Linked DNA regions of Cricetulus griseus: region 1 is linked to region 2. Evidence: chromatin contacts called from public Micro-C data. All regions are on one chromosome and are shown on one strand. Each heading gives the region's core, a stretch centred on a gene start, on an enhancer-like site or on the middle of the called end of the contact. The rest is flanking DNA. Distances are from core to core; before and after follow the strand shown. Region 1 holds the start of Rps6ka3 (ribosomal protein S6 kinase alpha-3). Region 2 has its middle 60 kb from the start of Trnak-cuu.

Region 1 (3,735 bases), core at 529-3,028, 280 kb after region 2:
TCAACGTGAGCTGTTCAAGGCTGAGTGAGAGGGCTCTCAGAAAGAATTTCCGGCTGCCTTCCCTAAACAGTTGGAGCTTTCATCAGATGAGGCTCCCAGGCTTGGAGGGGCACGGTGCAGATGGCAGCAAAAAGAGCCCAACACCTGTCTCTGGCGGGCCAGGCAAGAACCCTAGCACAGACCTCACAGACCTGGCCAGCTGGGCGTGGGTCTCTAAGGTCATTCTCACACCTGCGGAAGGGAGGGTGGCGAGCACTCTCCAGGTGTCTGGATCCCCAGGATGATTAAAGGAAACTGTTAAAAGGCGTGCAGGGAGAGCGCAGCGGGGGGACGCGTTGTGGAAGCCAAGCGTGGGAGGCTAGGGCTGTCTCCCTCCAGGCCTCAGGGACTGAAGAAACAAGCTGGCCAGAGATTTCCCTGTGCTTTTCTCCCCTCTTCCCGATGCAGGACGATTAGCCAGGGGCTGCAGTAGCTTTCCACTCAACCCAGCGACTTTTACACATTTCTGCCCAGGCATACAAGGCGCCTAAGCAGCAGGCGCTAAGAACCCAGGATTGAACATCCTTGGAACCCACTCCAAGTGCCCAGGCCCTTAATTCTCAAAGTCTTAGAATTCTGCGGCTCCGATGCCTACTGGGGATTGGGTTCCCTTAACCCAGGGCTTCCTTTTCTTGGGCAGGAGGAGGAGTCACAACCTCCCCCTCCCTTTCTCCTCCGCCTACGACCAGCTTGACTTAAAAAAAAAAAATAAAAATCTAATCTTTTATTTAAAGTCAACGGAGGAGCAGGAACCCCGCGCTCCTGCCTACAAGATATTTTTACTAACTCCTTAATCTCTGCCAAGAAGGGCAACCTTAAGGAACCTCTGTTTTCTGTTTGAAGATTTAGATAGCAAGGGAGGGGTGTGATAGTCTGGGCTGAAACTCGAGGGCTCTATGCACTTGGGAAGGGTTATTGGGGCAGAGGTAGGGTGGGACGAAAAAAACCCCAAATACTAACAATTTAACACGAGAATCAACTTGAAAAGCTCTGAATCAAACTGGGAGCTGAACCTACCATGCGGCTGGCTCCCAGGCACGAAGCCTCTGGAGTCCTCGTCCAAGGAGGAGAAAAGGGGTCAGGTGAATACTCAGCATGTGACCCTGAAGAGGGGGAGTCTTGGGTCAGGAGGGGCTGTGCCCATAGCCTAGGCGCGCCCACACGCACCCCTGGAGGAGAAAGGCCGAAAAGACATCTCCCGCCTCCGCCCCGGGCTGCTAGCACGGGACTGCGCCCCCAGCGCCCTGCCTAGCTTCTCCAGCTGAGCGCGAACCACTCTCAATGAGCCCCCAACCTGCTTAGGTTTCGTAAAAGTTAAAGTCACCCAGCCTCTTGTCCTTCCTGCATTGCCCATTTCTCTCCCCCCCACCCCCATCTCCCGCCAACGCCCCCAAATCTCTTGGGCTCGCCCTTCCTGAAAGTAGGCGAGGCCCAGAAGCCAAAGCTGGGGAGAAGGAGGAGGGAGGGGTGGGGGTGGGAAAGGGGAGGAGCCGAGCGTAGCGGCCCAAGGGCGTGTCCTGCACTAGCCACGCCCCTGGGTGCGCGCGGTGGTGGTGGCGGAGGCCCAGCCTCGCTCTGAGAGACAGGTATCGCTTAGACGCCATGTTGTGAGCGGAAGTGGGGGAGCGCGCGGCGGTCGCTGTTCTGCTGGAAGCGGGCGCGGGAACCGGCGGGGAGGGGAGGTGGGGGGCGGAGCCGTAGTCCGGGCGGCGGAAGGAGGAGAGGAAGAAAGGGGCGAGCCCTGGTGCCTGGCGGCGGCGCGAGGCTCTCGCTCGGAGTGCGGACGGCTGTGGCCAGGCGCTGGGCGTTCGGGCGGTCAGTGTCGGCGTCGAGCTCGCTCTCGGGAGCCGCGGCTGTTCTGCTGCGGCTTTTCGACTCTGCCTTGCGCTCGAGCGGCGAAGGAGCCGGGCCGGCCGTGGGGCGGGTGGGGAGGGAGGAGGTGGTGAAAGCGGCGGGCCGGGGGGGGGGAAGATGCCGCTGGCGCAGCTGGCGGACCCGTGGCAGAAGATGGCTGTGGAGAGCCCTTCCGACAGCGCTGAGGTGAGTGCAGCCGGGCGGCGGGGCAGGCGCGCCCCTTCCCCACGCCTCCGCCGGCTAGCTCTCTTCCCTGGAGCTGCCCCTTTGACCACCTTCTTGGGCTCACATCTTGTCCCGGGTGCGGGATTCTGCTTTGGGTCTTTGGGGTTTGCCCATCTGTCTATTCCTCCCTCCTTCACCCTCACCTCTCCCTGGCTTTTTTTTGGGGGGGCGGCTGCCGGTGTGGCGGCGCGTGGGGTTTTGGAGTGGGCGCTGAGGCTTTGCAAGAAGCCGGTTTTAATCAACTTTGCGTGGGGGAAGCAGGAGGCAGAGCGGGAGCCGGCGGGGAGTTGGGAAGTTTGGCCCTGCCGGCTCCGGGGGCTTCTCCGGAATCTTAGCGACTTTGGGGTAATGGGTTCGGTTCACCCTGGAGCCAAGACTTGAGTCTGGCCGAGCGAGGGAGTTGCTGCAGAGAGACGGGCACACGCCGGGCAGAGTGTTGAGGGTTTTGAGTAAGGGGTACAGGACTGAGGGTCACCCCCCCCCATCTGCTGCAGCGCTTTCTGCTGCCGCACAAGAAAAACCAGACGTCTCCGGTCCCCTACTCCCTGTTTGGGGGGTGGTCACTGAGTTGTAAGACCCCGAGTATAACTTTCTTTCTTGTCGGTGGAGGTGAGCGGGTGAAATTCAAGGAGATCAGCGGTCGCTGTAATGGGCTCTCTGGTTTTCTTCGCCCGGGATCTGGTGACCATCCCTGAGATACCCACCCCAGTGTCAAAAAGCCCAAACAATATACCCAAACAAGGCAAAACAGAATTTCTGCGAACACATCCCTGCACCGAGCTTTTCGCAGCCGCCCTGTCCCAGAATCAACTCGAGATCTGAGAAAATAATACAGACAAGATCCATTCCAGGGTATCAGCGCTCTTCTCCAGAGTGGAAAAATCAGTTCCTGATGGTGGCGCGTCTGTGATTCTTCTTTCTTGACTTTTCGCTGCCTTCTATCCTCGCAGCGGACTTTAGGGGATTACAGGATGATAGGCTGGGTGTGTGTAATAGTTACTGAGCGAGTGACCCCATTTCTGGAAAGCATGACTGAAACGCGGGGGTGGAATGGGGCAGGCTCTGATGAGTGGTGTACTTGGCGGCAGCCGCTGCCCCTGCCGGCCTCCGCAGTGTGAGAGGTAGATAGGGTTACTGGTTACGTCAGTAAAACTCAGGCTCAGTTTGGTGTGAGATGCAGGACACTTACAATCTCCTGGAGGGGGAAGGGGAGGAAAGAGGAATCCAATCAAATCGTCTTTCAGGTTTTCTCCCTAGTCACTCCACTGCCATATAATTTATTTGATCTTCCTAAATGCAGGAAGAGTTGTAATAAAGCATACAAGCCCATACTTAATATATTTTGCTACTAGATAATGCATTTAATATCTAAATGCTGTTCAAAAATAAAGGAGACATAGATGTAGATATATATTGCCATGGTTTTTTTTTAAGGAAAAAAGAAAAATCGCGTTTTTAAGACTGACAGAAATACAAGAATTTTATTTAAATTTGAGAGCCGATGTGATTCTATAAGTCTTTAGTAACAAAGTTAAATTTAGAATGTTTAATCACCATTTGAATGGATAGTGTGAAAAACAGTCTGGCAAGGGATCCTCTTCATTTTTTGTTTCTTCA
Region 2 (3,302 bases), core at 490-2,989:
TTACATATAATTACTAATACATATAATTATTGGCATTTGCTTAATATCTCTATATCCGTGTCCTATTCACCGTTGTATAGAGTAAGTACTTACACACGGGATCCTACTAAGTGCCTTTGGCACTATGCCATTGCCTGGTAATAAAAATTAAATCATACATGAACACAAAACTTGTGTGTGAATTTTCATAGCTATAGTCATAATAGTCCCCAAGATGTTTATAAGCAAGTAAAAAGATAAACCAAATATCCACACAAATAGCATTTGACTCAACATAAAAGTAATAGCCAAGAGCATGAGCATATTTCAGAAACAATAGGTAGTTAGGATATAGAAGCCAGAAAGAAAAATTTACATATGGTAAATCTCCAATTATATGAAATTCTAGAAAACTAAAATTAATATGTGATGATAGGTAGATTAGTGCTTGCCTGGGCCCAGGAGTTGGGAAAAGCTCCAGTGTCAAGAGTTACAAGAATATATGCCAGGAAAATAAAGATTTTCTTTACTCTGAGTGGTATTAGTTACATGGGTGCACACATTTAAGATTATTTTTTACATTGTTTATTTGGGGTGGGGAGACAGTGTTTGCCATAGATCTTTGTGGAAATCAGAGGATAATTGAAGAGACTAGGTTCTCTCCTTCCAGTATGTTGGAGCCAGGGGTGGAACTCAGGTTGAAAAGTTCATCAGCAAGCACCTTTACCTGCTAAGCCATCTCACTCATAATACTGTACAGTTTAAATGGCTGTAGTTTATTGTATGCAAATTATGTATCAACAAGTTTGTTTTAAAAATAATACTGACAAATGCTCTCTGTTATATTTCCTGCTTTATCATAATAACCAAAAACATAATTTAAAAAAATAACTTTGTATCACTACATTTCTTCCTTATGAACCCATACTCAGTACTAGGGTTTCCTAGATCATTTTCTAAGAATGCATAGATTATTCTCTAAGTATGTTTTTGAACATCTCTGAAAATCAATGCCAAGGTCATAGTATGTGAAAGCTCTCTCCTTCCTCTTGAAAATGGATTTCTACTTTGGCATCTCTGCTTTCTGTGACTGTTTATCTTTGCCAATCTCCCACCCAAAAGAGGTAAACAATAAGTCTGTCATCATCTAATTTGTGAGATCTCTTCGTTCCCTGGCTTGTAATTCACCTAAATTAGGAGACTGGAAACTTACTCAGAGCTATTTCATGCTCTTTCATCTTGACTTTCTTTCGTAAAGGGACTTCTGAGTCGGGGATATTATGGGAGAATTTAGACTGCAATTCTAGAAGCCATTCAATGCTTGTGAGCCATTATGTTACCCTGTGTCAGGATGTCTGGCTCCAAGGCTGATGTGGACTATGTCTGAGTACCTTTCTACGTGAGCACACCACAATTTCCTGCCTGAGAGTCCAATATTGATCTGCTCAGACCACTAAAGGATTTTTACTCTCCTTCACTACTTTGGTGACAGGAGACAAGGTTACTTATGCCTTTTGTCTTGTGTGGATGTCATTTACTCACATGCGACAGATGCATGTATAATACATGTCATACTTAGCATTCTATGTTCAAAGTTGCTGAAAAGACTTATCCTCTCTGGGCAAAAGCATCTCAAGTTTGGAGAAGGGAGAGTTAGATGACAGTTTGTGTTCTGAGCCTTGGAGCCTCAGAGCCTGCAGCCTCTAGTCTGCTTCCCCCAGCCTTTGTTGGCCTGTTGCTAGGCAAAGGAGAGAACAGAGTGGAGTGTCTTATGTCAGTGCCAGGGAGCTATGAGTCAAGGAATAAAATTTAGCTGTCCTGGTATGTGAGGTATGTGCTGCCTGCTTTTCCTGTTAAGAACACAGGTATTAAAAACAAAACTGGGTTTGGTAAAAGACACCAGGGAAGAAGAAATTCTTTGTGCTTTGGACGCAGAGCTTGGAACCTTCTTGTCAGTGGATCACATAACAAAAGGGAGTACTTATCAAAATCTCATCAAAACATAACAGCACTCTGAGAGGGCTCAGAGTACTTCTATTAGAAAACTTACTTAGACTACTAGGATACACAAACCCCCTAACAATAATCCTGTAATACCCTCAAAGCCTAAAATGTACTAAAAAGAATGGAATGTTTTAAAGACTCCTGTCTCAGGTTTCCAGATACTATTTGCTGAGGCAGATTTCACTATACAGCCCAGGCTGGCTAGAAACCCATGATCCTCCCACCTCAGCCTCCTGGTTGCTAGGATTAAGGCATGTGCCACAACACTTGCCAAATTCTTTCTGAAGAGCACTGTGAGTGTTAGATTGACTCAGGGGGTCATCAGAGGTGTTTACAGAAATATAATCTGCAGGGCTGCAGAGATGGCTCATCATTAAGAATGTTTGCTGCTGTTTCAGATCTCAGCTCAAACTTCACCTCCAGGGGAATCTAATGACCTCTCCTGGCCTCCTAGGGCACCCCCAAATACAAATGTGCTTGTGCGCACACACACACACACACACACACACACACACACACACACACACACACACACACACTTTTTTCTAAAGAATTCTGATCTTAAAACCAGTGGTGGTGGTGCATGCCTTTAATCCTAGCACTAAGGAAGCAGAGGCAGGTAGATCTCTGTGAGTTCAAGGCCAGCCTGGTCTATAGAGAGAGTTCCAGAATGGCCAGGGCTACACAGAGAAATGCTGTCTCAAAAAAAAAATCCAATCTGTGATCCAACTTAATGTAAAATCCCTGGTGCCTGCTTTCCACCCTTGTTCATAGATAGCTCTTACCTGCAGAGATAACTAACTCTTCTGAGTCTGCTTGTTCTTTTGTTGGAACCATTCCTTTTCACTCTGGATGGAATCCCCTCCTAGATAACTTGTATGCATCAGCCCCATTCCTGCCTTTTAAGTCAATACAGAATAAAAACATATCCTTTGAGTCTGATAGTAGTCCTTTAAATATTGAAGAGGGAAATCCTGTTTGTCATTAGTTTCTAATTTTCTCAGTTAGAGATTTCCCAGTTCCTTCATTCCTTGCTCCTTGATTCTGTTTTCAGATTCTGTGCTGGATAAATTCAAAGAGACCAATAATATCCTTCATGCTGATTCAACCCTTAAGTGCAGTGTTACTTACGGATGAGATGACACATGGAACGCACTCGATCAGACACTTCCCACTTCCATTAGAGCTGCTCTGGCCTAATTGTTCATTCACCACATCAAGAATGCTATTCACAGTCAGAGACACTGTTCTTTAAGCATGGGAAACTTTCTGAAGCCTATTCAAAAGTATAAATCTATATTAATCATTGAACAAAACTA

Evidence for each region. Hi-C and Micro-C count contacts between places; a contact is called where the count stands out from the background.
Region 1: a Micro-C map of the CHO-K1 cell line shows a contact between it and region 2, with 5 times the contacts expected there. The contact joins the promoter of Rps6ka3 here to the enhancer-like site in region 2. A contact is called at or near these places in 2 of 8 Hi-C or Micro-C datasets (both in the CHO-K1 cell line).

What each region holds. Positions count from the first base shown.
Region 1 is chrX:94,186,637-94,190,371 of CriGri-PICRH-1.0, forward strand. It overlaps Rps6ka3 (ribosomal protein S6 kinase alpha-3), which reads left to right and starts at 1,779. Exons shown (of 22, transcript XM_027432762.2): 1 at 1,779-2,079. The coding sequence starts at 2,011.
Region 2 is chrX:93,908,187-93,911,488 of CriGri-PICRH-1.0, forward strand. No RefSeq gene overlaps it. Among named protein-coding and RNA genes, the nearest start is that of Trnak-cuu, 60 kb to the right of the region's middle. Within about 2 kb of position 1,740, at least 1 of the 6 cell types and tissues checked has open chromatin away from gene starts, as enhancers often do. A contact at or near this core is called in the CHO-K1 cell line, where this site is marked.